Regions from separate parts of the Drosophila melanogaster genome. Here region 1 is linked to region 2. Evidence: chromatin contacts called from public Hi-C data. All regions are on one chromosome and are shown on one strand. The core of a region is the stretch at or near the end of the contact, and the rest is flanking DNA. Distances in the headings are between cores, read along the strand shown.

Evidence for each region. Hi-C and Micro-C count contacts between places; a contact is called where the count stands out from the background.
Region 1: a Hi-C map of the Kc167 cell line shows a contact between it and region 2, with 3 times the contacts expected there. A contact is called at or near these places in 3 of 107 Hi-C or Micro-C datasets (the Kc167 cell line, larval central nervous system and wing imaginal disc).

The regions. Positions count from the first base shown.
Region 1 is chr3R:25,880,624-25,883,323 of dm6, reverse strand. SppL (Signal peptide peptidase-like) reads right to left here and starts at 1,340. Exons shown (of 7, transcript NM_143180.2): 1 at 1,049-1,340. Tsp96F (Tetraspanin 96F) reads left to right here and starts at 1,897. Exons shown (of 5, transcript NM_001276048.2): 1 at 1,897-2,308. The coding sequence starts at 2,243.
Region 2 is chr3R:25,514,839-25,517,538 of dm6, reverse strand. It overlaps msi (musashi), which reads right to left and starts at 1,421. Exons shown (of 7, transcript NM_001276031.1): 1 at 1,190-1,421.

The sequences.
Region 1 (2,700 bases), core at 91-2,590, 370 kb before region 2:
AAAGTTGACACAATTTTCACAGTTTAAAGCGGTTATCGAAAATGAGCTACATAATTAGCCAAAATCATTGAGAAAACGCCGCTCGCATCACTCACGCATAAACTTACATATGCGCACACACACACGCAAACACTTTCTAATTTGAAACGCCCCAAAGTGGGGAACAAAAACAAAATAAAAGAAGTACCAAGCAATTGGCTTCGCTGTAACTGCCCACGACGAATGTGAAAGTGAAATTGGCGAAGATACAGCATTCGCAGTGGCCAAGGGGCGAGGGGTATACCTCTAACATAGAAGAGAGTGGACTTTAAACATAAATATTTACCGCTACCTTCTACACAGTAGTTTATTTCGTGAGAAAGAAACACAATATAAGGGTAGCTTTTAGAAAAGCTGTACTTTTTTCTATTAAAACTTTTCAAAATATTAAATGAAACCGTATATATTATTATTCACATTTTTATTAGGATTTCTAGCAAGCTACTACATATTACTAATCCAATCTTGCTTGTAAACGTTTGCTAATATAATTATATTTACGTTGAAAACAGTGAAATGCGCTACATTAGCACCGCCGACGGGGGAACCAATTAAGTTTTTAAGTGCACTGAACGCGGAAAGCATAAAAACAAGTGCGTAAAGTGGGCGCAACGTTTTTCGTTTATTATGCAAAAAGAGGGGGGGGGAGGTAGGGGCTTTACTTTGGCAAAGACTGGCTTGCAGCGCTTGAGAAATTTTCAGTACGACTAAAGCTTAGGCTGCGCTTTAAGGTTTTTTCCTCGTTTTTCCATTTCGTGTTTGGTTACACTCCACTTCGTTCCACTTCATTCCATTTCCATTCCACAAAACTCCAACTTCGCTCCACTGCGTAACAAAATTACAAGACACACTCACACAAACTTGCAACAAGCCGACAACAACAACAACAGCAATAAGGGAAGGGGGGAAATTGTCATGTTTCTGATTTCAATGCAATCGAAATATATATTGAAAAACGTATGTGGTGCACTCGATACTCCCCAAAAAAGTTGGGGGACTTTTCGCTTACTTTGCCTTCACATTCACATTCGCGTTTGGCTGTATTTTCCTTGGTTTTTGTTTTTCCCTTTGCACCGATGTTCGTTTTCGCGATAAAAAGGTGTCTGCTACATTTTCACGCGCCTTTCATTTGCCTGCGAGCCGCTTTTCATGCATATTTCCACGATCTTCGGCGGTCGCTGCACTTAAACGTTAGACAGCCATTTTGCATTTGTTTCTATTAGTAACTATTGCGGAGGAGAAACAACAACGAATTAAACATTTCACGCTTTAGGCCATTTTCGCCTGCGCGAACAGTGTGACCGTTTCGCAGAAGAATGAACAAAGCATGAACTATTAAGGTCACATTTCAAACTGTTTACATTTACAGATTTAAATATTTTGGGAAAATCATAGCCAAAGTAAATCAAAAACCTGGAATATCCTAATTTTCAATTACCCACTTTCATAGTAATAATTAAATAGACATGTTAAAATAATGTAAACAACCACAAATTTATACTTTAAAATGAAATCTACTTTAAATATGGTGATTATAGCTGAAACATTGGGGATAATAGTTAGTTAGAATATCTAAATTTTTAATTTTTAACTTTCATAATAACAATCAAAAGGTTATTTGAACATTATGTAAACACTGAAACTAAATTACTTTTAACATTCAAGTGAAGTTTTTATTTTATTGGGAAAATTGGCAATAGAACTTATCCAAAATATCGATAGGCCACTTTGGTTTGCGTATAGGCTGCAAATCCAAGCAGGTTGCAAGCCATGCTAAGCCTCATCAAAGTTATTCAACCACTTCTTTGGTATCTTCTAAGGGTCACCACTTTTCGGTTTTTAGCCTTTCTATACCCGCTGGTATATTTGAACGGCCGAGCTAATGGTCGCACTGATACAAGAATTTTACGTTGGACGGACGCCTCGATGCACAAATAAAATTTTTAAAACAAATCGGGTGCAACGGCCAATCGCGCAAACAGTGGCTCAAATCGGTGGATTTTAGCACGGGAAATTTTAAAAAAATTTGAAAAATATAGTACAATCGAGCGGGTGTTTTGAAAAAGTGCAAAAGGTCGAAAAGTGCAGGCGACACTGCAGTTCGGGGTTCCTTGGAAAAAGAGCATCTCCAAGTGGTTGAAAAACCAGTTAAATTGCAGCTACTTTTTAAGGAGTTACCTATTTAAGAATATCAATCCGCGCCATGGGTCTCAACGGCTGCTGTTCGTGCGTCAAATATCTGATGGTCCTTATAAACATTTTATTCTGGGTATGTAGATTCCAGCAGCAGCAGCAACAACAACAATGCGAGATTCGGTTCTCTCCCATCACAACAACAACTGGAACACACGGACCTCCTTTTCGCGCGCGTGTGTGTGGGTGTTGCGTGAGCGAATGTGTGTGTGTTGTGTATTCCCTACGCCCCTCTTTCTCACGCTTGGCGCGCGGGCGGAGGGAGGAGCCGTGCGCACGCTCTTTGGAGTCCTACCGCTCTTTCAGTCCCTCTTTCCACTCTCTCGATCCCAGAGGTGCCCAAAACATAAGTTGAAACTTATTTAAGTACGGCTTGAAATATTTAATCGAAAAGGAAGTAAAAAATATAAATAAATAAATAATAAAATAAATATAATAATATATTAACTTAAATATTTTTTTTTTAAT
Region 2 (2,700 bases), core at 172-2,671:
TGGGTTACAAAATTGGAGCACTGACTGTACTTGACTTTCTGTGTTTATCTTATATTGTTTGCTCAGCTCGTATTTCTTTTAAAGCTCAGCTCGCAGCTGACGCATTTTGTTGATTTTGAATGCTTAAAACTGAGAAACAAAGAGTAATTGTTTAATTCAGTTGAAGGGAAGGATTGCCAGCTATTTCGCTTTGATTTATGTGAAATTTACAAATCAAATTTATTTCGGTTGGAAAGTGTTCAGTTATCGTATCTGTTGTTTAAGCTTAATTAATTTAATTGTCACATATTCCATGGGATTTTGAACTGTACACGGGCTTATGCGTGTTTATTTCTTTTAAATAACGACAATTTGTTAAATTGTAGTAAAATATTTCATTATCGTTAGTTCCCTAGAGCCATTTCTGATTTTCTTCAAATCTTAGGTCTCCTTTCAGTTCTTATCGTACACAACTCGTTGAGAAATACACAAAACTGAAACGCAAAATTGTTGTTGTTGATAAAACTGAGCTAGTCACCGACAACAACCACAGTAAACATTAACCACAGCTTGTAGTTTGATAATGGATTTTTCTGTTTTAAAAATTGATGGTTTTCTCCAGTGCACAAATGTTCACCAATCTCGAATCGAAATTTGATATAAATTTAATCCATTTGAATTGAATTTTGTATCAATTTATTAGTAAAGCACTTATTTAATTACACATGTTTTATTTAGTCAAATTACTGGGCTTTTTATCTCGAGCTGAGAGTTCATTGTTTTATATTATTTATACACACATATCTTGAACTCGTCTTTTGTATGGATTATCGGTCTCTTAGTCATAGCGAATTAAATTGCTTTATGTTTTGGCATTCATTAGTTAAACATATCATTAGTTAATAAACCATGAAAGTTGATTTTAGATTTAATGATAAATTTTGTTTATAATCTTAATAGCCATGAAATACATATTTTATTTAGCCGCTCAAGTCATTGATTTGAATAAAGCTTGATGGGTTGTGCATGCATGTGTAGAGAGATTTCGAATCGTATTTTTAATTAATTTGCATGCACTGGCATCCGTTTTATGGATGCGGTTTGTTCATTTAGCTTAACAATTTAACACGTAATTTAATTCAGTCATGCAACATGTCAGAAACAGATTTTCTTATTATTGTATTTTCTAGGGGCGACAAATAGGAATTACTTTAAATGCGCGGCAAACAAAATTCAAGCTTTGTTTGTTTGTTTATTTTCCATTAGCCCACTTCGGTTTCGATTTCGATTTTCGGCCCAGTCCAGAATCAAGTTAAGACCTGGCTTTATCTGCATGCACAAACGGAAATCAACGACAAAACGACGACGACACGATGAAAACGAATCCACGAATCGCTCCGCTTCGAATCAACTGGCTGTTGTAACGGTCGCAGGCAAACTGAGTCCGAAAGATACAGATACAAGTACAAGCGGCCCCCGCGGAAAAGTTCTCTCACCGCCTCTCGCTTTTTATACCTCTTCCTCTCTTTGTCGATCTATCTCTCTCGGTTGTTTGTCGTTTGCGGCAAGCATAATAAAATAAAACAAGTGGTCGAGTTTTCCAACTTGCAGATACCCGGTTTTTAGATACAATAAGTTTTAGATACACTAAGCTTAACTTCCCAATGATAAATATAATTTAAAAAATTACTTTAGGAATTTTATTTAAAAAATAGATATAATATAAAATATATTTTAAAATAATACTCTGCAAACGCAATATACTCTGGGAATTTCTGAAGTACAGGGTAATCCAAAAGGAGAGCGGAATCGTTCTCTCTCTTGCGATGCGATGGCAACAACCACCCACAACATAAGCGGTTCACTCGCCCCCACCACACCACCAGCGAAGGAACAAAAACAAGCAAACTCTCTCTCCCATAAACTGAGAGCGCGTTGTTGTTTGCGGCGAAGTCGCTCAAAAAACGCCATTTGGGGAGACAGCAACAACTTTTGGGACTCATACTGTTGTCCCGTTCGCACTCGAGCGCTCTCTAACTTCCGGTCCCGTATGCTGCGACGTAGTGTTGTTGCTGTGGCTTTTTCAGTGGGGAAATGAAAATGAGCATCATTTGGTATTTACTTGGTATTTTTCGGTACTTTAAAATTGTTGCTTAAGTGCAATAAAAAATTTAATTTAATTAATTTGAAGGAAATGCTTGTAATATTGTAATTTTTATTTAACACACACTTTATTATTATTTTACCTTTACCATTTTTATATGATTGTTAAACAACGACTTAATCCCAGTTTATAGCTTATTTTATAGCGTTTTTGTCGCCTGTTGCACCCACCGCAATTACCAAATGTCGGCACGCCCCCGCAAAATTCAAAATTTACACAAATTTTTTGCAAAATCGCAGACGGGCGCTCCCAAATCAGAAGAAAAAAATCTAAAACAATAATTTCAGCGGCTTATTAGACGGCCTAAAAACATCAAAGGCCTACCCATTCCTAAGCAAGATTTCATGAAATTTGCTCCTTTTTTTATTTTCTTTATAATTCACAACAAAACGCGCAACAAGCGCAACGAGTTTTCTGCAATCGAGCAGCTGACGGCGAAAAAGAGTTTTTTTCTGTAATATATTTTCCCTTATTTTGTTTGGTCCATTTTTTCATGTTGGTTCCTTTTTTGTCGGGACACAAGAAACTTGTTTGCAGAGCTTCGGGCGATAAAGAAG